Linked DNA regions of Mus musculus: all the other regions are linked to region 3. Evidence: chromatin contacts called from public Hi-C and Micro-C data. All regions are on one chromosome and are shown on one strand. The core of a region is the stretch at or near the end of the contact, and the rest is flanking DNA. Distances in the headings are between cores, read along the strand shown.

The links. Hi-C and Micro-C count contacts between places; a contact is called where the count stands out from the background.
Region 1: a Hi-C map of the N1E-115 cell line shows a contact between it and region 3, with 3 times the contacts expected there. The contact joins two enhancer-like sites. A contact is called at or near these places in 7 of 39 promoter capture datasets (the 3T3-L1 cell line, 3T3-L1-derived adipocytes, the C10 cell line and 3 more), 2 of 15 datasets of contacts at CTCF or cohesin (CD8 T cells and pro-B cells), 3 of 484 Hi-C or Micro-C datasets (CD4 T cells, the N1E-115 cell line and bone marrow-derived DN3 thymocytes) and 5 of 115 datasets of contacts at active chromatin or transcription factors (CD8 T cells, effector CD8 T cells, embryonic stem cells and 1 more).
Region 2: a contact with region 3 is called in a Micro-C map of the AtT-20 cell line, with 2.3 times the contacts expected there. The contact joins two enhancer-like sites. A contact is called at or near these places in 9 of 39 promoter capture datasets (the 3T3-L1 cell line, 3T3-L1-derived adipocytes, the HPC-7 cell line and 5 more), 1 of 15 datasets of contacts at CTCF or cohesin (CD8 T cells) and 2 of 484 Hi-C or Micro-C datasets (the AtT-20 cell line and the N1E-115 cell line).

Annotation. Positions count from the first base shown.
Region 1 is chr8:34,223,557-34,227,439 of GRCm38.p6, reverse strand. Gm29243 (predicted gene 29243) reads right to left here. Exons shown (of 4, transcript NR_166073.1): 3 at 3,472-3,578; 4 at 1,290-1,409. Among named protein-coding and RNA genes, the nearest start is that of Gm29243, 8.7 kb to the right of the region's middle. Within about 2 kb of position 2,264, at least 50 of the 459 cell types and tissues checked have an H3K27ac peak or open chromatin away from gene starts, as enhancers often do. A contact at or near this core is called in the N1E-115 cell line, where this site is marked.
Region 2 is chr8:34,186,540-34,190,177 of GRCm38.p6, reverse strand. No RefSeq gene overlaps it. Among named protein-coding and RNA genes, the nearest start is that of Gm33638, 15 kb to the right of the region's middle. Within about 2 kb of position 1,382, at least 34 of the 459 cell types and tissues checked have an H3K27ac peak or open chromatin away from gene starts, as enhancers often do. A contact at or near this core is called in the AtT-20 cell line and the N1E-115 cell line, where this site is marked.
Region 3 is chr8:34,298,639-34,302,109 of GRCm38.p6, reverse strand. No RefSeq gene overlaps it. Among named protein-coding and RNA genes, the nearest start is that of Gm29243, 84 kb to the right of the region's middle. Within about 2 kb of position 1,504, at least 34 of the 459 cell types and tissues checked have an H3K27ac peak or open chromatin away from gene starts, as enhancers often do. A contact at or near this core is called in the AtT-20 cell line and the N1E-115 cell line, where this site is marked.

The sequences.
Region 1 (3,883 bases), core at 1,015-3,514, 75 kb after region 3:
AGATAATATATGTACGCATGCATGGCTACATATTCTAGTGTTCTCTTTTCCTGCTTATAGGTTTCCAGCCCAAACTTTCCAACTTCTAGTGGTCCACATGAGCAGAGTCCCTGGGATAGGACTGCATCACTGCCACAGCCAACAGCATGAGGACACTGGTTACTTCGTCCCTTCAATTGATGTTATTTATGTCTACATCTACTTTCCACCTCTGATCAAAAAGAGAAAGAAGGAATGAAGGGAGGGAGGGAGGGAGGGAGGGAGGGAGGGAGGGAGGAAGGAAGGAAGGAAGGAAGGAAGGAAGGAAGGAAGGAAGGAAGGAAGGAAGGAAGGAAAAAGGAAGAAATCATAATCCATTCTGAAAGTCTGTTCAAAGTGTAAAAATCACTAGTATGGACGCATATGCTTGGAATGTCAGCCCTTAGGAAGCTGAGACATGGGGATTATAAAGTTAAGCTTACCCTGGAATACACAGAAAACAGCTTCTCAAGTATGAACAGAGAGGGAGAGGGGTGAGGGAGATGAAAAGGGAGAGGGGAGACATAGGGAAAGGGAGAGGAGAGAGGAGGGGGAGGGGGAAGAGGAGGGGGAGAGAGAGAGAGAGAGAGAGAGAGAGAGAGAGAGAGAGAGAGAGAAGGACATTTTGAAATAAAACTCCAGTTCTCCCAAGAAATAATATCTATAGAATGAAGTTTTGAAGAGTCACTCTGAAAGAAAAAAAAAATATTAGGGTCCAGGGTATAGCTCATGTTAGTAAAAGCTTAGCATAGGCAAAGCTCTGAATTAAAATCCCCTACAAGGAAGGAAAGAGGATGAGAGGAGAGAAGATACACAGCAAAACTGGAAATCAGAGATACATAAAATCTATGCGATTCTGTTTTACAAGCCAGCACAGTTCAGGGTAAAACATACACTCACACACGGAGAGTCAGTACAGGTTTTTAGAAAACAAAACAAAATCTCCTATCAAGAAATAATGTCAAGGGGGCGGCAGGGATGGGGGGGTGGCAGGGATGGGGGACGGGGAGATGATCCAACAGTTAAGACACTCTCACACAGGGTCCAAGTTCAATTCCCAGCATCTGCATCAGGTGACTCACACCACCTGCAACTCTAGTTCCAGGAAATCCAGCACCCTCTTCTAGCCTCTGTGGCCTTGCACATGTGAGTAAACACACACACACACACACACACACACACACACACACACACACACACACACATATATATAAATTAAAATTTTAAAATGTCTTTAAAAGAAATAAAAATCAAACAAAAGAAAGAGTAAGTGAATGGGAAGATTCACAAGTATAATTTTTAATCAAAATAAGTTTTTTAATGCTATGCCACAATTTGAATTTAAAAAGGATGCTTCATTTGCATATCTTGAAAGACCTTGGATTTCATCTCTAGGAGTGAGAGAAAGAGAGAAAATTATAAATCAATATTTAGTAGTTCAGCCAGGAAAACAGTATTCCATCAGTTCTAAATGGTGTAGAAGCTTAAGGGTCTAGTTCATCACAGTAGTCAAGGAAGCCAAATAGGTTTTCTTCATGAATCTAATTTGCATCTCAAGTAACTCAACAGAGCTAGCTTGTGCTAGCACACCTTCACTATCCGGTCTTGACAATACTGCAGGGCACTGCCATTTGCTTATAGGTTCTGAGTGATCAGACGGCTGAGCCCCCCAACTCTGCCATCTGGCAGCATCCTCTGGCATCCCGTCACTACCTTTGTCCTTACTCCCAGACTCCAGCCAGTTCTTGGTTCCACAGGCCACAGGCGTGGGGTGGGGGCGGGGCAGGAGGGTGACTATGAACAAAGGTTATAGCTAACAAGAGTGCTGTTGCTGCACATACCAACATCATTAGGGTTTGAATGGGTCCGGTTTTGACAAGCACCAGATCCGGTCCTGCTTTAAGAGGGTGAATGTTTGCAGGAGTGGCAAATGTCAACCCACCACAGATGGTGAATGCCAAGTGTCACCCTCTGACTCATTTAACATTTGGATTAGTGACCCAGGAAAGTGTAAACGGCATGTTAATGTTATCTGTGGATGACACCATACGGGGCAATGAGCACATGAGAAGGTAATGCAGCCGGTCCCGGGGACTCCAACAAAGGAAGAAGACCGGATGTCAACTGGGCAAAAAGAGATGAGCTAATGTAATAGGCTTACAAGCCACAGATAATGGATGGGCTGATGGCCGACTCAGATGGTGGTAAAACAAGGAGTGAGTCACACACAGCACACCATGATTCCATACAGAGCCCACGCTGTCGGGCCATCCTGTCAATGAGAGGTTCCAGCCACTGTCTGGTGGACACTGTGTGTGTGCTTTCACAGTAAAGAACAGCTAGGACGGTGAGTCAGAGAAGAAAGGCATGAGGAAAGGGAATTCTGGGGAAATAGAAGATGAACTGGGCGAGCCTTCTGCAAAAGTCAAGGGTACAAAAGTTCGCTTCTGCGTGCTTCTCTTGCTTAGACTCCCTTAGTGTGGCTTCATCTCAGGGCCAAGGTGAATGGAACCTCTCTCTCTCTCTCTCTCTCTCTCTCTCTCTCTCTCCATCTTGAGCATCACATTGGGTCTACAAATATTAAACTAATATACAGCCTTGGCTCAGGCTCTCCTCTGCCTGACTTCAGGTTCTCAGCACTGTGCTCAGAGCAGAAGGCCCTCTGTTTACTCTCAAGTCTCTTTCCCATAATATAACCAGCCAGTTAGTGGCCGTAGCACTTTCTCCTCTGCAGGTCTTCAATTAAACCCTCAAACGCTGTGACAAAACTGAGGGAAGGAGATGGGAGTGGAAGATGCTGGGTGGGAGCCAGAGGTAAGGAACTAGATTAATCTGCCTACCCAGCCCCCACCCCCACACCCCAGGCTCTGCGGAAGCCTGCTTTTACAGTTCTCTATTCACAGTTTTTCAAACTGTTATCACTGCTTTCCTGTCCTTATTCTTCTTTGTCAGCAAGCCCACCCTTAAGCAATTAACCGTTCATTAACACCTTCACGGAGAATAAAAGGAAGCAAAAGGAATGGGGAAGAGAGGAAACACAGGCTATGAGCTCCGACTCTCTGAGACAGAGAAATTGTTTTGTTGATACCATGAGCAGCATCCAATGTAAAAATCTTATTGCTACCTACAGAATCTTTCTTGGAGCCAAGAGCAAGAGATAATGGGGTGAGCGGGATTAGATTTGCTTCTTCCTTTAGAGTGTATTGTATTATGACCCTCGACCTTCAGAATCTTGGGAAATTGTCTTAGCATCAGCTGGACCCTTAATCTACAGAAGGAATTTAGTTACTTACGATCGCTGGGTTGACTCTTCCCTTACTGAAACCTCACTCAATGGAAGTCAGCCTGAAACTTGCGTAGACTGCTATAGCCACTGGGGAAAGGGGGGGGGTAGGAATGATCTTCTTTGTCACCACAGGGAACTTGGGGAGGTGGCTACCCCAGGCTTCTTACCCATCTCCACTCTGTAAATAAGGCAACAGCAGTAGCCACCCAAGTGAACCAAGCAGCCAGCAAAGACTCTGCTTCCCAATGAGGACTCCGTCAGCCATGGCATCTCCCTGCGGTAGAGGAATGCTGTGGTAGGAATGCTGTGGTAGAGAGCTTCCCACTAAAATCAGTTGAAGAAAGTTAGCCTTCTAATAGGGAAAACCAGCCTTCGGTTGGTGGTAAATATGGAGACTTTATGCAAAAAGTCAGACGGAGGGCGAAGATTTCAAATTTCAAGACTCAGAAATGCAGAAATGCATGTGTTCGATTTTGAAGTACCTCTCCATGGGATACCAAGTCTCCTTACACAGCTATCGGTTTGTAAATCAAACTCTGACTCATTCCAGTATTGAAAACACATCTCAGACTTCACATT
Region 2 (3,638 bases), core at 133-2,632, 110 kb after region 3:
CATGCAAAGCACGCACACAAAGGAGTTAGACCCAGATCGGTGAAACACAATTGAATGTTCAGAAGTTACTTCCTGGGGGCTGGTGAGATGGCTCAGTGGGTAAGAGCATTAACTGCTCTTCCAAAGGCACTGAGTTCAAATCCCAGCAACCACATGGTGGTTCACAACCACCCATAATGAGATCTGATGCCCTTTTCTGGTGTTTCTGAAAACAGCCACAGTGTACTTATTTATAATAATAAAGAAATCTTTGGGCCAGAGTAGGGTTGACTGGAGCGGAGCGAGCAGGGGCAACCGGAGCAAGCAGAGATTCTAAAATTCAATTCCCAACAACCACATGAAGGCTCACAGTGTACTCATATACATAAAATAAATAAATAAATAAATAAATGAAGAAGAAGAAGAAGAAGAAGAAGAAGAAGAAGAAGAAGAAGAAGAAGAAGAAGAAGAAGAAGAAGAAGAAGCAGTAGCTATGTCCTTAGACTGGTTATCAATTGGTCTTACTGAATGCCAGTGTCACGTGGCTATCCCTAAGGGAGTGTGTTGATCGGGTCACCCCATTCTCTTTCCCTTATAAATTTCCAAAGTTTCTGTTTGTGTTTGTTGTGCTTATTGAGAAAGAATTTGAAAGAAAGGCATGCCTGATTATCATCCCAAAGTTCGGATAAGTTTGGAGACTTCTCCCCCTCCTTGTCCTTTGAGTTAACAATTAGCTGCTCTATCAATGACAGCATTAACAGGAATGAAATTCTGCCCAGCCAAGAAGCTGGGGGAGACAAGGTTCAAGGCTCATATGAAGTGCTGCAGAGCGTAGTTATGCCTTGTCAGGCCCACCCAAGCTCAGGCATCTCTCATAACCAGTTTAAGTGCCACTAATTTTCTAATTCACCTTAATCATAAACCTGAGTAGGAGAGATTACCTAATTGACAATCTCCAAGGGAGGGTGAATTCAAAACGAGTCCATCGGGATCTGAGGCTCACGCGTAGGAGGGCTCACCTCCAGAGAACCGCTCTTCCCATCGGTGAATCATACCGGCACACTCCGGGAGAAAGGGGCAAGAGTTAGGCTCAGTTCCAAGCGCGATGTCACAAGGTTATGCATCAACCCGTAGGCAGCAGCTGTGTTTGGCAGGGGAAGCTTCCTCTAATTAGGTATTGCTCCCTGTGGGCCATCCAGAAGGACCTTTCTTTTCTCCGCAGTTATTAATCAGCTATCCAGTATTAACAAGATCGGATCTGGAAGTATGCAATTCCTCTCTCCATCTTTCCTCCTAATCACTCAGCAGGCCACCTTACTAGCTAGCTCACTAATGAGGAGCTCGGTGACTGACTAACAAATTCACCCTGTTCCTGTCCTTAATGATCACTTGCGAAATGGGATACTTCCGCTACAGAGGCACAGGCCATTTGAAATGCTGAAATCATAGCTTTTCCGTGGCTTTCTGGTAAAACCTTATCTAAATTAGGCAATGCTAAAAAACGAGTAATTGAACATGTATCACACTGAGGAAATGCCTAGCTAGTGGACTTTTAAAAAAAAAAAAAAAAAAAAACACAGATTTAACACTTGGAAGTTGTCTTTCTCCAGAGACTGAGTTTCTTTTAACAAAGTTTCATCCTTCCGGAGCCTCGAGGAAAGAAGGAAAGTAATGGGAACAAGGGAGGGTCAGGGAGGAGAAAGATGAAGGCTGGAGAAGGAGAATATGGTCAAAATATGTGATATACTTTTCCCTTCTTTTTTATTTAATTGAAAGTATGGTTTTTATACAGTATTTTCTCATGGCTTCCTTCCCTTCATCTCCTCCCAGATCCTCCCACCCCACCTCCCCATCCATCCAACTCCATGACTTCTTTCTCTCTTTTTAGAAAACAAACATATATATATCCAGACTAAAAGAAAACAAACAGAAAGAGAGCCCAAAAAACCATATACACTGTACACACAGAGAAGCTTACACAAACTTATACACATGAAACTCATAAAACCACAAAAATCAGAAACCATAATATATAAGCACAAGACCAGGAGGGTAACATAGGTCCAAACTAAGCACTATGTGATCTCTCCAAAACATCTGCAGAGAGACCACTGAGTTCGTTCTGTGTTAGCCGTCTACAGCCGGGCACGGGACCAGCACTTTAGTGTGGTTTCTACACTCCGTGAGAGGCCGTCAGCAAACACTAGTTCTTCTTCTCAAGAGGTTGCCAATTGGACATAGCTTCTGGGTTAGGGATGGGAGTCTCTTATCCAGTTCCCCTCTCCGTGCTAAGACCCCATCTGTCTTAGGCAGATGTCTGATCTGTGCAGGCTCTGCGCATGCCTGGCCCAGTCTCTTGTGAGTTCATATGTGTGTCCTACTGTATCTGGAAGGCACTGTTTCCTTAGTGTCTGCCTTTTATTCTGCTTTTACCTCCTCTTCTGCAGAGTTCGCTGAGCCCTAAGAGGAGGAGTTTGATGAAGACATCCTATTTAGGACTGAATATGCCAAGATCTCTCACTCTCTGCACATTGTCTAGCTGTGGGTCTCTGTATTAGCTTCTATCTGCAGGAAGAAGTTTTTCTGAGTGAGACCTGATCTACAGGAGTTAGCAGTCCTTCTAGGCTCCACCCAACAGTTACCTAGCAACAGCTAGGTAGGCGGGGCTTGCTATAAAAGGGACTGCTTGGCCTCCCTTCCCTCTCTGACTCTTTTTCCTCTCAGACCCTTTTCTCCCTCTCTCCCCTTCCCCTCCCCACTCCCCAATGTTCCTGTCCACCCTCTTCCCCCCTTGCCCCCCCCTCCTCCCTTCTGTTTCTACACCCTTCTCCCTTCTCAACTCCCCTTCCCATGCCCCCAAATAAACTCTATTCTATACTGTACCTGTTGTATGGCTGGTACTTCGGGGAAGGGGTGCCTCAACATGGACCCACTGAGGTATCCCCTCCCACCGCACCATTCCGCGCTCTATAAAACATATCCTGGGTTTTATAAAACACATCATTTGGTGTCTTGACTCAGATTTACAAACTCGCAGGTTCACATTTCCCGCTGCCGCATGGACTTTCCAGCCATCAGATCACCAGACCTCTCCATCCAAACACCAGCAAATTGGTCAGCTTCCCCCATCGGTCAGTGTAAATGGCCCCTGGTCCCAAGGAAGGGCTGTAGAGCTCACAGGCACCCTCTGGTGTCCTTGGGGATAGAGGTACCATAGTCATGCTAGCTGCTGGAAAATCCTAGGCTTAGGTAAACCAGACCCCCTTGGACACTGGCCCCGCAGCTTAGCCCCTAGGTCACCTCGTGACAACTTGATAATCTAGCCTGGCTGCCCGTTTTGTTCTGAGTTATTAATTTACCTTCGGTAAGTGGCGAGGGGTAATTTTAATATCTTCTGCTCTCACTCAAAGGGACTGTCTTAGCAGCTACTTCCAGGCTCTACTGAGACGCCTCCTGGTCTTAAAGGCTTCCAAAGTCACACACTAAATTTGGCCCCAATACCCACTAGATAATAACTCTAAATGGCTGCTTAATGGCACTTAAAAAAAAAGAAAAAAAAAAAGCACTTTTACTTCTTGCCAGCAATCCAGAAAAACGGAAGGTATTCTATGTCCAGGCTTTTAATCCACCTTCTCTCCCAACTGCTTTATTCCTTGGAT
Region 3 (3,471 bases), core at 255-2,754:
CCGACACATAGACTTGGAGGGATCAGAAACATTTAGGCCAAGGAACCCCCAAGCATACATCTTAGCTCTGTTGATCCGAACCCTAGGGAGGTCTCTACACACATCAAGTTGTCTGCTAACCTCTCCAGTGGGCCACGAGTACAACTCTCAAGTTCCTAGTTCTTAGTGGAGTCTAATTCCTTCCTGGGAATCAGAGCCTTTCTGAAAGCACACCACCCTGGTTTACAGCTGCCTCCCTGCTGAGGAGTCCTGCTCATCCCAGAACCTTGACTCTTCTGTCATCCACCTGTTCCTTTTCCTTCTCATTTCCCCTTGAGTCAAGATTGCAATTTTTCAATACAGAACCCAGGGGTCTACCAACTACTTACTCAATCCTGACCTATATACCTGCTTATCAACTTGAACCTCTAATCCAACTGGGCTTCCTCTCCTTCATCCTTCTCTCCTTCCTACTGCCAAGTTCTAAACTGGCCCACAAGCTAAGCCATCAGAGAAAGAGCACTATCAATACCTGGTACAGCATTCATTTTTGAGGAGCCATTGTGAGCCAGCACACCCCTGGACAGTGCTTCTCTACTTTCTGCAGAGAATAGACTTACAGACGCACCCCACGTATGCTGGGAATAGCAACAACTTGGTTTCAGTGAAGAAGATCAGAGGAAGGCACATATAGGCCACCAAGTTAGAATACATTTCCTGCCCCAATCCCAGCTGCTACAGAGGGAAGGGGCGTGGGTCTTCAACTAATAGCTACTCTAGCTTGTTGACAAGCTTTGGTAGAGTTAGTAACCAAGGCAAAGAGCATCCCTAGCAACCCATCCAGAAAGACACATGAGCTCAAGCTAAGAGAGAACCAGGCACCAAGTAAACTGATGACAAACCCTGCTTCCTTATGAGCCCACTGTAAGCACAGCTATTCTTACATTCATGTTTTCCTATTGGTGCTCATGATGCCCGCCCCTCCCCCAGAGACTATTGACAATCACTGACCGCAGGAGAGAGTGCCATCTTCTTTAGCAGTGTCTGTGTTCCATGTCCTAATAAATAACTCTCCATGCATGCATGCACTTACACGCACAGATGCGTGCACACATGCACACACACACACACACACACACCATGGCACGAGAGTCAGAAAGAGACTTGCTGGGGAAGAGTTTCAGTAGAACAGGGCAAGAGTGAGATGAGATGGTGGATATGAAACATGACCACGACCTGCTGTTTGCTTGTATGAAACTGTCAGTAAGGGTGGAGCAGCCTGCTATGGGAACACAGACCAGATTTGGCACTGTGCCTATCAGTTTGCCAATGGCAGTCCTGCCCGACTCCCCCACCATGTGAAGATTTGAAATACAGATGACTTTGAGCACCGCCTCAGGAACACTGCCCTTAGACTTCCGTGTGGCACAAATTTTCCAGTCACCCTCAGTCTCGTCCTTCATGTCTGAGGAAGCAAGCACAGCTACCAGACTGGGTGACGACAGCTGTCCAGGGGAGAAGCCGTTCTTAGACCGGATCTAGCAGATGAAAACCAGACCCACCCCCTTCCCCGTGTGGTGTGGGTCTTGTTCCTGCTTCTGTTGCTGTGACAGCCAAGTGTCAATTATCTCCCATGCGTGAAAGCAAATATTGTGATAGCCTAAGAAACCTACCAAAGTCAGAAGACTCTGGCGGCTGCTTGGCCAGCTGCCCGCGGCGTGTCTTTATTATGGTAATGGCTCTCAGGAAAGGAGGCTCTACTAGATGGAAGGTTCGGTGCTGACCCCTTCAGCAATTTATAATCTTCATTTTCCCATCTTTCTCTCTTGGCATTCTCTATCTGCTCCTTTTTAAGTCTTGTGGTGGAAGTTTGCTTCTCTTTGCTTAGGACAAGTCCATCCAACCATGCATCTATGTCTCGGGACCCAATTTAACATGTGGTTTATGAAGACTCTGGAACTTTGAAGGCCTTCCATATTGTTTTGAATATAAATACTCAGGGTTTTGAGAGAAACATGAACCTGTAGGGTATGGGTGGGTAGATAGATAGATAGATAGATAGATAGATAGATAGATAGATAGATAGATAGATAGATAGATAATACATTCATGCATATATACATACATAGTATATACATACATACATACATACATACATACATACGTACATACATATGTACATACGTACATACATCATGAAAAGAATGATGACGAACGATTGAATGATTAATAGACAGATGTGAGGGACCAGGAATTAGACAGACTCCTTGGTGGGAGGACAGACAAGGAGAGGAGCCGTGATTAGGTAATAAAGGTGGCAAGCTTTCAAAATGGCTGGCTTCTTCCTCACCTTCCTGACATAGGACAAAAGCCTGGCAGATTAAAACAAAGGCCTCATAGACTATTTTCTCCCCGGCCACTAGCCTCCATGCTGCTGGACTGGCTCAACAAGTTCAAGACCACATAGGACATATTACACAATACTGTGGGCCAGTCAACCATCCTATCTTTCTTCAAACTGACCAACCATAAATTAGAGACAAACAAAACAACTCTTCAGAGACTTTTATAAGACAAAGACAGCCCTTCAGAAGAGACTGGAGTCTTCGCTTCCCAGGGTTCCCTCTACCCCTTGCTTCAGAGAGGGTCTTTTTCCTGTGCATCTGCCACACAGGTGTGCATCCTCAACCCCAAGCCTTTCTTCAGCTGTTGCTTCTGTCTGCTGCTGTCTGCAGTGGCTGAGATTGCTCTATTGCCACCTGTCACTCTTGAGATTCTTCCTGCCTTTTAATTTTTTAACTGTCCGAGAAAACAAAGACTCCTAGACAACAAAGACCCCCAATCAAGACTCCCAGAAGTAACAGATGATGACTGCATTGGTAGATACATAGAGGATAGATAGGTGGATTGATGAGAGATGATTCATACAGACTTACAATCATACATACATACATACATACATACATACATACATACATACATACATAAGATACATAAATAAGAATCATTGACTGAAAGATGATGATTTATTGATGAATAGATGGATGATGACTACATTGATAGATACATAAAGGACAGAGGTAGTTTGATGATAGATACATAGATCATGAATAAATTGATGATCAATGATGACTGACAGATAAATAGACTAATGACAACTAGACTGATAGGCTGATATATAGATATATAGAGGATGGCTAGATTAATAGATAGATAGATAGATAGATAGATAGATAGATAGATAGATAGATAGATAGACAGACAGACAGACAAATGTTTTAAGGAACTGGCTCACAAACTGGAAAGTTCCAAGAGAGGTGCTAACACTGCAACTAGAGTCTAAAGTCAGAACTCCCTTCTCCTCCAGAAATCTGGGCCTGTGTTTTCTTAAATCCTTCCATTTATTGAATGAGATACCAGTCACGTTGTGAAAGCTAACCTGCTTTCCTCCAAATCCACCAGCTTAACAGTGAACCTGTTTACAAATACTTT